Regions from separate parts of the Pan troglodytes genome. Here region 2 is linked to region 1. The links are chromatin contacts, called in public HiChIP or PLAC-seq maps. All regions are on one chromosome and are shown on one strand. The core of a region is the stretch at or near the end of the contact, and the rest is flanking DNA. Distances in the headings are between cores, read along the strand shown. Region 1 holds the start of PEX19 (peroxisomal biogenesis factor 19). Region 2 holds the start of IGSF8 (immunoglobulin superfamily member 8).

Evidence for each region. HiChIP or PLAC-seq counts read pairs in DNA pulled down with a chosen protein or histone mark.
Region 2: an H3K4me3 HiChIP or PLAC-seq map of stem cell-derived excitatory neurons shows a contact between it and region 1, with 2.9 times the contacts expected there. The contact joins the promoter of IGSF8 here to the promoter of PEX19 in region 1. A contact is called at or near these places in 2 of 7 Hi-C or Micro-C datasets (blood and stem cell-derived neural progenitor cells) and 1 of 1 datasets of contacts at active chromatin or transcription factors (stem cell-derived excitatory neurons).

The regions. Positions count from the first base shown.
Region 1 is chr1:88,911,920-88,918,401 of NHGRI_mPanTro3-v2.0_pri, reverse strand. It overlaps PEX19 (peroxisomal biogenesis factor 19), which reads right to left and starts at 2,568. Exons shown (of 9, transcript XM_001171920.8): 1 at 2,504-2,568; 2 at 1,272-1,525. The coding sequence starts at 1,341. LOC107968979 (a long non-coding RNA gene) reads left to right here and starts at 984. Exons shown (of 3, transcript XR_001710549.4): 1 at 984-1,071; 2 at 2,536-2,580. COPA (COPI coat complex subunit alpha) reads right to left here. Exons shown (of 33, transcript XM_001171574.6): 33 at 5,881-6,482.
Region 2 is chr1:89,097,047-89,103,528 of NHGRI_mPanTro3-v2.0_pri, reverse strand. IGSF8 (immunoglobulin superfamily member 8) reads right to left here and starts at 2,515. Exons shown (of 8, transcript XM_054687457.2): 1 at 537-2,515.

The sequences.
Region 1 (6,482 bases), core at 1,319-3,818:
CAGACCACCCTCAATGAGCCTCCTACTTCCTTCTGGATTACCTAATTTATTGTGAGCAAAGGCAAAGAAATCCCTTAAGGTGGAACAAATGTCCATCTCAGAGCTGGGAGGAGAGGATTAAAAAGTTCTGCAGAGACATCTCCATCTATAGTGTCTCCCTTGCCACACCCTAACGATTCCCTAGAAATCCCATACAAATACCCAACAGGAGTAGAGAACACAGATGTCCTTATCCCTCTGAACTCACTCTGGAGCTCTAAAAGGAATAACTTGGTGAGAAAGCACAGGACATCCCACCCAGCTTCCTGTTGGTACTGGTACCAGCACAGACTGAGGGACTACATACCAGACTCCATGGTAAGGCATTAAACTATCTTCTCTTATTCTCCAGTTTAGTGCTCCCCCACAACCTTCTAGAGCTCCCTTTGGCCTGATCTCTGCAGATAACCGTACACTAATTTACACAGTCACTTGGCACTCCTCAGGGTTTCTGTTCATTTTTCTGCCTGCCCACATCTCCGTGATTGAGCAAGCGATTACAAATTCACCTCTGCCCTGAAAAGCCTGTGTCCTCACCACCATTCTGCTCGCCAGGCCTAGGGACAGAGCACTGGCCCTACTCTGGGCAAGAAGTCAACAGGGGAGGGGAGAGTAATGCTAAGAAAACATCCCCCGTCTTTCAAGAGGGTGAACTGCTTTCCCCTGAAATCGCCACATCCTCAGTTTCTCAAAATAAGGGAAAGGAGTCCGCTTGAGCTACTGACAAGATGAAATAACTGTTAAGGGGCCTAACGAGAGAAAGAGAAAAGGACTAGGAGGAGAAAAGTGTCTTTCGTGTAAAGGAAGACAGGACGAGGCACACGAGGACCGGCCACGAGCTTGCTAGGAGTTAATGTAAGCAATCAGTGAGTGCGTGGTTCGCTACCCAGCAAGAACCAAATGCTGCTGCTGCTGCTACTGCTGCTGAAGTCGGACTTTAAGAACTTAGTAACCTAAAGAGGAGTTTGAAGAGGTATCATGAAACGCCGTCCTGCGGAAACATCCACCATCCGGACCACTGAGGGACCCCAGGTGAGCTCCCCAGCTCCAGTCGCCGGGGTGGGGCAGGATGACCCAGAGATTTTTGGGGGGCTCGGGGGTCAGACTCTCCGCCCCCATTTAACCTTTGGAGAGCCTCTCCTGCCCCGTCCCTAATATCTCAGGTTCACTTAACCCCCAGAATGGGTCCTCACACCTGCCCTCTTCGGGCCTTTCCCACTTTGGACTCTTACTTTCCAGAAGCTCCTCCAATTCCCTGTCCGCTTCGGCCCCGACACTACAGCCTTCCTCAGCGGCGGCCATCTTGCTACCTCCGACTTGCCGTAGGAGGCGGGACCTCTTCGGTGCCGCCACGCCCTCCACCCCTTCGCTCCCGCCCTCTTCTGCCTCGGGTAACCAATGGTATTGTTGACCAGTGCGGAACCGCCATTTTTAAAGGGCCAGGAAGCTTTGAGTGTTTGTGTTTTGGGTATTTTTCCCTTTTCTCCTGTGAAACAGAGAATTAGGGATAAGATAGGGTTATTTTCTGTCTGGTTTTAGAGGCCCGGACTCCTTTCTTTCAACTTCCCAAATTACCTGGCGAAGCTCTTTCATTATTTTTTCCTGAGCTGTGAGTAGGCCAGATTGAGACAAACTGCCTACAAATAACCAGAATCTAAACATATATAATTGAGATGACAATTATGGCACATAACATACTACTTTCTCTCATTTCATTTTTTTTTTTTAATTTTTTTTTGAGAAGGAGTCTTGCTCTGTCGCCTACGCTGGAATGCAGTGGCGCCATCTCGGCTCACTGCAGCCTTGGCCTCCCGGGTTCAAGCGATTCTTCCTGCCTCAGCCTCCCGTGTAGCTAGGATTACAGGCGCGCGACACCACGTCCGACTAATTTTTGTAGAGACGGGGTTTTAACATGTTGGCCGGGCTGGTTGGCCAGGCTGGTCTCGAACTCCGGACCTCAGGTGATCCGCCCACCTCGGCCTCCCGAAGTGCTGGGATTACAGGCGTGAGCCACTGCGCCCGGCTTCACTTCATTGTTTCACTCAAATATTATCTTTTCTGAAACGCTTTCCTTGGCCATTCCCGTTCCTTTTCTTCCTAACACTGAACAGTATCTGACATACTATCTACCGTACTTGTTTATTCTCCGCTCCCCACCCTGCAGAATTTAAACACCATGAAGGCAAAGATTTTCGTCTGTTGTCTTCACTGCTGTAAAGCCCAACTCCCAGGCTAGGGTTTAAAACTTAGTAGGCATTCATTGGCCACTCTTTGCTCTCGCAGTCCCTAATCAGGCACATCTGTCTGCCCAATCTAGTGGCATCTCTCATTTCCTATTATCTATTAGAACTGTTTGATTAAAGGACACAGGGCCGGCCAGGAACTTAGAACTCAATGTTATTAAGAGAGCCTCTGGGACCTTGGACTGAGCAGGGCAATTCGAATGCAGTAGTAATAGACTTACTTTCCCTGAACCATCTCCTTTTCTCCACACAGAACCCAACCTCCAACTGAGTGAACACGGGGAATGCTCAGATAGAGGTAACTCTAGACGTCCCTTTCCTCCTTTGGAATTGTTCTATTCAGATGTCAGAATGTAGCAACTGTTTCACATACAAATCTGTTTTCGCACTTAGCACCTATTATTAAGGTCTTGTTCTGGGCACAGTGAGGACAGAGAGATAAATCAGGACCACCCCCTGCTGTAAGGTAGCTAAGTGGGGGTGAGCCGGAGGTATGATGAGATATACACACAGTAAGTATGATACAAGGTAAGAATTTTAAATGAAAAAAAATCCTGTGTTAATTCACCTCATCACTTTCATTCTTAGCTTCCTAAACACACATTTGAGTACTGCATCAAGCACCAGATCAAGCACTTACTATGTCCTTCACAGATAGGGCACAGACTTGTAAAATCATATCTGCAAAACCTGTTTTCTTCCAACCACAAGTAGTGTGTTTTGGGATCAAAATATTATGAACTGTGAGTTAGAAAGCCTAAATTCCAGCCCCAATTCTGCCACTAATCACTTTTGAAGTCCTTTACAATTCTAAACTTCTGTAATCAAATCCTTTCCTGATAAACCTGTTTCCCCAACACCTGCAACATAATTTATTCCAGACTTTCTCATTCAAACTGCTTACACGTGTATCTCCAATATGGCTATAGTTGTAACAAGCACGTTAAAAAAAGAAAACTTGTCTATCAACAGGCATCTCTATTAGTTTTATTTTTTGAGACAGAGTTTCACTGTCGCCCAGGCTGGAGTGCAGTGGTGCAATTTTGGCTCACTGCAGCCTCCACCTCCCGGGTTCAAGTGATTCTCCTGTCTCAGCCACCTGAGTAGCTGGGTCTGCAGGCTCGCGCCACCATGCCCAACTAATTTTTGTATTTTTAGTAGAGACAGTGTTTCACCATATTGGCCAGGCTGGTCTTTAACTCCTGACCTCAAGTGATATGCCCACCTTGGCCTCCCAAAGTACTGGGATTATAGATGTGAGCCACTACACCTGGTCAATTGGCTTTAAACTAATGTAATATAAGCATGTTAATTAAAAGATAATAGATGATAATTAAAATGGAGTCAAAAACAAGCATGATTCTTTCTTTGCATTATTTCTTAAACTTCTTTCTGCTTTTCTCTTTTTACTACTAATATTCCTAACATCTCATCTCAGTATTTACTGACCTACTGACTGCTCCTTCTGCCCTTCTAATGTATAGCGAATACTGTTGAATAACAGTATTTTATAGCGCTTTCACATCACTCTGTTCCTTAAGGATTTAATGGTTCTCCACAGTTTATCAAACAAATTCTTATTCTTGCCTGGGAATCACAATTATTTCACATCTTGTTTCCCCAATTATGTAAGATTCAAGAGGCAGGAATTGTAAAGTTTTTCCATATCCCTCAGTAATAATGTTTTTGTGTGCAAAATTAATTTTGTAATTTAATTTGCAAATTATAAATTTAAAAAATTTGCCAAAATTTACCACCAACTTGTCTATGTTTATAGGGATAATGTTTGTAACTTGGGAAAGTGTCATCAAAGTAGTATGTACTTTTTTTTTTTTTTTTTTTTTGAGACAGAGTCTTGCTCTGTCGCCCAGGCTGGAGTTCAGTGGCATGATCTCGGCTCACTGCAACCTCCGCCTCCCAGGTTCATGCCATTCTCCTACCTCAGCCTCCTGAGTAGCTGGTACTACAGGTCCCCGCCACCACGCCTGGCTAATTTTTTGTATTTTTAGTAGAGACAGGGTTTCACCATGTTAGCCAGGATGGTCTCGATCTCCTGACCTCGTGTTCCGCCTGCCTTGGCCTCCCCAAGTGCTGGGATTACAGGCGTGAGCCACCACGCCCGGCTTTTTTTTTTTTTTTTTAAGACAAAGTCTTGCTCTTGTCCCCCAGGCTGGAGTGCAATGGTGTTATCTCAGTTCACTGCAACCTCCGCCTCCCGGGTTCAAGCAATTCTCCTGCCTCAGCCTCCTGAGTAGCTGGGATTACAGGTGCCTGCCACCCTACCCAGCTAATTTTTGTATTTTTCGTAGAAACAGGGTTTCACCGTGTTGGCCAGGCTGTTCTCGAACTCCTGACCTCAGGTGATCTGCCTGCCTTGGCCTCCCAAAGTGGTGGGATTACAGGCGTGAGCCACCACTCCCGGCTAATATGTACATTTTTTTTTTTTGAGACGAAGTCTCGCTCTTGTACCCCAGGGTGGAGTGCAATGGCGCAATCTCATTAGTAGTATGTACACTGTTGAGAAGGCAGCCTTAGTTTAGGGATGCTGTTTAAAAAAGCAACTCTTAAGATAAAGCTAAAAAATACAACGTATAGTATGAAGAGAAGTAAAAAACAAAGTGAAGCTCCCTAATATATTGATACGAGAAAATACCAAAAATGCTAAATGAAAAAACAAAGGTACAAAATTGTTAAATAGTGTGGTTTCATTTGTGTATAAAAGGAGATAGAGAATGGCATAGTGATATCAGCATGTGCATGTATATGTGTGTGTATGTGTATATATATATATATATATATAAAATTTCTGGAAGGATGTAAGAAAGCTGGTAACAGTGGTTACCTGTTTAGGGGAAGGTGATAGGAACTGGGTGGCTGATGAAAGGGTGGAAAGATTTGTCACAGAATAGCTTTTTATATTTACTGATTTTTCAACTATATGCATTTATTATTTATTGAAAACATGAATTTAACACGCAAAAAAGTACTTATTTTAATCAAAGGCACAGTAACGTCACTCTACCCAATTATTCTTAGCATATGACAAGCAAAATATTGTATTGTTAATGTAATCATTGTATCATTGTGATATATATAAAGTACTATTCTTTTATCTGTATATTACATGTAAAATATCTAGAACAGTGACAGTCACATGGCAGGTGCTCAATAAATATTGCTATAATTAGCAAAAGATAAAAGGCTGCAATCAAAAACAGAATAAGGGAGCTACTTGCTTTCTATCATTTTCACAGCAGTTTAGGTCCTCATATATATCCTATGAAAAATATGTGCTTCTTTTTTTCTTTCTTTTTTTTGAGATGGAGTCTCACTCTGTCGCCCAGGCTGGAGTGCGGTGGCGCGATCTCAGCTTACTGCAACCTCCGCCTCCCAGGTTCAAGAAATCCTCTGCCTCAGCCTCCAGAGTAGCTGGGATTACAGGCACCCACCACCATGCCTGGCTAGCTTTTTTTTTTTCCCAATAGTGGATGTTTATTTTGTAATTAAAAATGATTACTGGAAGGAAGATATGTACTTTGGTGGGGTGCCTGCATGGGTGAACAAGAACATGAGAGTGTCCAAGAAATAAATGGCCAAGTCAAGAAGCTCTCATAGAGATTTATTTAGTGTGAGAAATATGAGAACAATAGTTGTAAAGAACAAATCAATAACCCGCAGTGTGCATTTTGGAAAACCAAATAACTTCTTCAAATTTCTGAGTACACAGAGGGTACCTGCCTTGAAATTTAAATGTCTAAGGAAAATGGGAGATGATTAAGAGTTGGTGTGGCCTAGTCACACCAAAATGTATTTATTACATCCTGCTCCTTTCTAGTTGACAGGAAAGAAAGCTGCTGTGGGGAGAGGAGGGATAAATACTGAAGGGATTTACTAAACAAATGTCCATCACAGAGTTTTCCTTTTTTTTTTTTGAGACAGAGTCTTGCTCTGTCACCCAGGCTGGAATGAAGTGGTATGATCTCAGTTGACTGCAACCTCCACCTCCTAGGTTCAAGCGATTCTCATGCCTCAGCCTCCTGAGCAGCTGGGACTATAGGCGCATGCTACCATGTCAGGCTAATTTTTGTATTTTTATTAGAGACGGGGTGTTGCCATGTTGGCCAGGCAGGTCTCGAACTCCTGGCCTCAGATGATCTGCCCACCGCAGCCTCCCAAAGTGCTGGGATTACAGGTATGAGC
Region 2 (6,482 bases), core at 1,266-3,765, 190 kb before region 1:
CGGCACCGCCCCTTCCCCCGCCCCGTCTAGGCCCGCCCCGCCCCGGACCCTGCCTTGGCCCTGCCCGCCCCACCCCCGCCAGACTCCGGCCTTTGCTCCGCACCTGGCCGCGGCCCCGCCCCGCCCCCGCCCCGCCCCGCCCCTCGAAACTCACCTTTGCGTCCCATCGAGTCCCAGCCCCGCCCTGGCCCCGCCCCGCCCCGCCCCGCCCCGCCAAGACTCCAGCCCTGGGTCCGCCCCGGGCCTCGGCCCAGCCCCAGTTCCGGCCCCTCCCCCGCCCCGCCCCACCAGGACTACAGTCGGACTCCAATCCTGGCTCCTCCCCGGGCCCCGGCCCCGCCCCAGTCCCGAGCCGCACCCCTTCTCCGTCCCCGCAGGGCTAACGTCAGCCTCCAATCCTGGCTCCGCCCTGGACCCCGGCCTCGCCCCGCCCCTGGCCCTGGCTCCGCCCGAGGCCCCTGCAGGAGTGAGCTAACTGCACCTCTGCGCATCGAAATTCCCACCCACCCTCGCACAGAGCGCATTCCACCCCGCACCTGCCAGCCTTTCCTGGAGAGCTGGGTGCAGGGTCCCTGGGATTGGCGAGGTGACTGTGACCACGCATTTAGAATTCAGTTATTTGCTCTGAGCCATAGTCCTCGCTGCAAACCCTGCTGAAGTAGGGGTTGGCGGAAGCCAGGAGTTCCTGAATGCGAAGGGTTTGAGCTGAAGGGCGCTTCCAGGATCCAGAAGGTCACTGGAGACCTGTTTTTCACCCCCTCAGAGGGCAAAACCAAAAGAAAAATGGATTAGGAGAGGGGGCCGTCCATGTGACGTCATTTCTGGGTTGGGTGATCCTAGCCCAGTTGTTTAACCTCCTTCAACTTCAGTTTTCTCCTCTGCAAATTGAATTCAGGTTGATCACATCACCCAAAGGGTTATTGTGATGATAGGTAATGTACATAAAGTGTTTGGCACAGGAAACTAACACGAAATGGGAGATAAAGAAGGATTATTTTGTTTTAGGTTTTGAATTATTATTTGAACTGCTTCCTAAGAGGCTTAGTTTAGACCTAGTTTAGACCTGGCATTTAGGTGAAGGAGTCTCTATGTTCAGTGACAGTGGGAAGAGATGAACATTGCTCTGTTCTAGGAAGAGTGGGGCTTGCCCTGGAGGTGGGAGAATGGAGGAGGCACCCTTCCCAGGTGCTCTGTCTCTTCCTGAACTGTAAAGATGGGAAGTGGGCAGGGGCAGGAAGGATGAGACCAGAATGGGGAGAAGAGATGGCCAGGTTTGCAAAGCCAAGGCTGTCAGAGTGACTGTCAGTGGGAGGTGACCCCAGAGCCCATTTACCACCCTCTACCCTCCAACATCCTCCCTCTCCCCTCTCATCCCCCTTCCCTCCCACTCACTCACCCCCCCCTTTACAGAAGAGGAAACTGAGGCCCAGAGAGGGTAAGTGGCACAGGCCAGACCAGACCTTCCTTGACATGGTATTCCTCAAGCGTGGCACAGTGCCTGACTCTGAGAAGATGCTCACGGGGTTGCCAGTAGAAGCCACATTGAGGAACCCTGGAGAAGCCAGAGAAACTGAGGCCTTGAAGGGAGATCAGAGGTCCAGCCCTCACTTCCCAGGACTGCCAGCACTGGCCCATGAACAGGGCAATAGGGTGCCTGTTTATTCCCACTTTGAAATATCCAGAAGGTTGCTCCAGAACCTCATCATCTAAATCCATCCACAGGCATATCGAGCTATGTGAAAACTGAAACTCATAGGGGAAGCTTTTGGAAGAACACGTCTCTCCCTTTATAATGGATTTAATTATCGAGTGGATTTAATGCCTTCATGATGCTTGAGGGATGAAAGATGTTACCAATTGTAATAATGATAGATGTCATTTATGAAATGCTTACACAAGAAGGCCCTTTTGGATATTAGTCCTAGTCCTTATAGCATATTTTGCAAGGTGGTGTCATTTAACAGAAGAGAAACTTGAGGTTAGGCAGGTTAAGTACCTTGCCCAAGGCCACACAGTTTTTAAGTGGCTTAGGGGTGACTTCAGCCCAGGCTTGTCTGTCTGTCCCCAAAGCCCCAAATCTTCCTACACCTCACTGTCCCTCCTCCCAAGCCTCTCCACCCTGTAAACTCAGTCATTCAACAAATATTGATTGGTCCAGGCCTTGTACTGGGCACTGGAGATGCCATGGTAAACAAGGTGGGCCTGCTCCCCTGCCCTCAGGGAACATAGTTCTATATGTTAGGGATACATTTCATAAACAAGTCATAACCAACCCCCAGTATGAGCATGATGAGAGGGGTCTTCAGGGAGGTGAGGTATCCTCTCTTACCCTGTGGCCCGGGGCTGGGAAGGAGCTGGGGGCAGGTTGGCGTTGAGAACTGGGTTGGTGTCTCCCTCCAGAAGGGATAAGGCCCAAGGAGAGAACAGTGTCTTCAGCAGGCCCCTCTGGAACCCAGGCACCTCTGGAACCCAGACTGCAGGTTCCAGAGGCGGCCAGCAGAGGGAGCCCACAGCCCAGGCCTGACGGACCCCTCAGCTGCTTATGTAACTGGGAAAGCTGGGGGAGGAGAACAAACCCCAGGCACGAGGCACGTCACACACACAGACACATGTCCCCACTGTAATGGAGCGGGGATCAGACAGAAAGACGGCTCCCAGAAACACACCCCCACAGAGCCATGCGCAAACACACACAAGCTGCAAAACAGCGATGCATGGTGTAGATTGGAGGGCACTCATCTCATCCATTAAAAACACACACCTAGGCTGGTGCCCTAGGGTGGGGTGAGCAGAGAAAGGAGGAAGGAAGCCCTTCAGTGAGTTTCCAGGCCAGACTGAGACACGAAGGAGGAGGGAGCCTGGGTTTGCAGAGAGACCTGGCAGGTATGCAGTAGTGACCATGAGGGACCCTGATGCCCGGCTGGGCTGTGTTGTCACTGCCATCACCAGCTTCCCACCTGCCCTCCATGTACTACCCCAGGCGTGGGCCTGCATCCGACACCTGTCCTGTTTCACATGAAACAGGTCTCATTTCACCTCAAGATGACATATACACAAGACACCAAGGTGACACTGAGGAGTCATGAGTATTGTTAAAGATAATTGAGACCCACGCTCTGCCCAAAAGCAGTTTATAATCCAGCTGAGATGTGACACACCACAGTCACAACCAAGCAGACAGCTCTCAGAGAGGAGCACGTTCAAAGACAGGACCATTCACATATGCTGACCTGTGTCAGGCACTAAATGTGATCTCATTTATCCTCACGTGCTATTATTATCCCTGTGAGAAAACTGAGGCATAGAAAAGTTAAGAAACTTGTCCAAGGTTAATGGATTAGTTACTGTCCACACAGGGATTCGAAACGGATCACCTCACTGTGGAGCCTGTGCTTCTAACTCCTGTTATGTTGCTGCTTAAAGACAAACGTCACTAGGGACACAGTTAAATATGGGCTTAGCACACATGAGTATATACCAAGCTGTAGACACAGATACTGCCATGGGGACAAAGTGACAAATACATCAAATACATAAGCACACATGCTCGTCAGACTGTCAGACATATAGAAATGGCACAAGCATACATAGGACTCAGCTCTCTCTCTTTTAAATGTGTATCAACCCTAGCTTTGTGGGGAGCTAAGGATCACACACAAGAATGTCCTGTGATTTATGTGTGTTTATAAAGCATTGGCCCATACTGCCCTGATGAGCTATATTTTCCCACCCTCCCAGAAGGGAAAATTCTCTCTGCTGAGTTGCTGAGAGGCTCAAGCAGAGTCAGAGACAGAAGTAGCACAAAAACCTACCCTCGCCCTGATAACAAACTCATTCAGAGACACACTGAAACAGAAGTGCACACACAAAGATAAACACAGAGACATTATGCACACCCAAACACCAAACACACTGACAGAACCACAAGCCAGCTCCCCCCCCGACACACACACACACATTCGCTTTCCACCCTCTCCCTCCCCTCTTTTCTCCCTGAGCCAGGCATCTGCACCTTCATGGTGGACTGTGTGTGTGTGTGTGTGTGTGTGTGTGTGTGTGTGTGTGTGTGTGTCTACTCTCTGAACCCTCCTCTTTCCCTGGCTAGGCCCACACTCCTGCCCCCATTCTTGAACCCTATGCCAAGGGGAGCAGCACAGCTGTTCAGGAATAGCAGAGCCACGATGCCACTGGGGCTTTGGCACGATCTGGCCCTGACTCCTGAGGGGGCCCTGCCAGTTCTGAACCAAGGATTCCTGCCAGCTGCCACCCACGCTCAAATGCCACACATGGATTCCTCAGAGCTGGAATCCCCTCGATCTCCCTTCTGACCTCCTGACAAGTTCTTTGTTCCCCAGTCCCATTGGGTGGGTGCTGCGAGCCTGGGCTCCGCCCCAGATGCTCACCCATCCCACTTCTCCATTCCCAGTCTGCTAAGAGGGAACTGACAGCTCAGATATATGTCTGGAGGGTAGCGTGGGACTGAAGCAACCCCCACTGTGTGATATTACTTTTTCTCTACCCTGAGCAGCCTAGGGTGGAGTGGGGGTCAGCCAAGGGCAGGAGATGGAAGTGGTTTGGTTAGACAGAGGTTTGTGGGCTGAGCGTTGTAGATGAGCCTCAGGGGGCAGGAGGCGGGTAGCACCAGGTGACTGCCAGTCATTTACGAGTTTGTCTCCACCCAGCTCTGAGTGGGGTGAGAAGGGAACAATTGCTAATACCTACAGAGCACCTACTTCATGCTGGGCACCGTTGCACACACTCTGTGCGCATTCATTCATTCAGCTTTCACAACAACCCCATGAGGTGAATACTACGAGTATCTCTATTTTACAGCTGGGAGACAGAAGCACAGAAAGCTCATATAATTTACCCGAGGTCACACAGCTAGCAAATGGTAGCACCCAGATGCAAATGCAAGCTACCTGATGCCCAAACTTCAGTTTCCCAAACATTCTTCTTCCCTTCTTCCTCCTGTTTCCCTAGCCTGCCCACATTGATTCATACATACATGTGCGTATATTCAGGCACACACATGCATATCTGGTGCCTATGCAACCTTCTGAAATAACTTTTTCCACTACACAGCTCCAGCTTCCAGCACATAGTGAGTGTTCAATAAATATGTGTTGAATGGATGAATGCAGAATTGAAGGCCCAGGGAACAACGAGCGTTGTGTGTGTGGTGGTATGGGGAAAGAGGGAGGGGAAAGGAGGGATTTCACACACACACACACACACACACACACACACAGCCCTCTGCTGTGAATAATGTCAAAGACTCACTTCTAACTCTGGGGTCCCAGCCCTTCACAGCTACCTGGGTGGGGAAAGAGTGGAAGAAGTCTCAACTCTCTCTTCCAATCAGAACAGAGGACAGGAGATGCAGAGAGAGCTCTGGAAGAGGATTCGAGGCACACAGCCGCCTGGGCCTTCCAGCCAGGCACAGCTCATCCTGTGTTTTCACCTCTCCCTGCCCCATGCCTGCCGCGCTGCAGGCTCTCCCCTGGCTCCCTCGGGACAGTCCCTGCTTCCTCTGCTTGTCCACCTGGACTCTCCAGGAACCCAGCACCCCTTGGCTATTTTGGCTGAAGAGTAGACAATTTTCCTTTTCCCTGTTCCAACTGAAACAAGAGTGGAATTTTTCCAAAGGCTCTCTATTAGGAAAGTGAAGGGAAAACAAAGCCAGAAATAAAGACTCTGCAAAAACAAAGAAACAGATGGAACAGTGGGGGTGACCGAGCTGGCCATGGGAGAGAGCGGGGGCCCAGAGTTTTGATGCTAACGCGACCCACCCCCTTGCTCCCACTGCACCCTGTTCTCAGCTCCTTGGTAGAGTTTCCCACTCTGCATTGTAATTACAGGGCTTGTTTATATCTGCCTCTCCATCCTGGCTGTGAGCTTCTCAAAGCCACTGTTAACTCTTTTTTGCCCTTCCCCAAAGCCTACAGAGTTTCCTGGCAAGGAGTAGAAGCTCAACAGACATTTGCTGAGTGACTGAGGAAGTGAGGACACACCGAGTGACAAGAGAAGGAATCTGGGCCCTTCCTCTCTTGTGGTCATGTCACCTCCACAGTGGACACTGTTAGTTCCTCTGGAGTCCATCATACACTAGTCACTTCCATCTACAGCTGATAGAAAGTTCCTCCTCTTATTTCAGAACCTGAACCTTCCACCCCTCAGGAAACAACCAGGCTGGCTTCCTAAGCAGCCTAGGAAGGGCTGAGTTCTGTTCTGTAGGGCGGGAAGGACGCTGGAGATCAGATCAAGCTGAAAAAGAAATCACAGTCTGAAGGCCAGGACATTGGAAATCAAGGGCATAAAATAATTGCTAACCTTCACTGGGCACTGTAATTCTCAAAATGACTCTATAAGTTAGAGCTGTTAAAAAAAAATTGAAGTTCAGAGAAGCTAAAAAATTTGCCCAAGCCAGGCACAGTGGCTCACACCTGTAATCCCAGCACTTTGGGAGGCCAAGGCCGGAG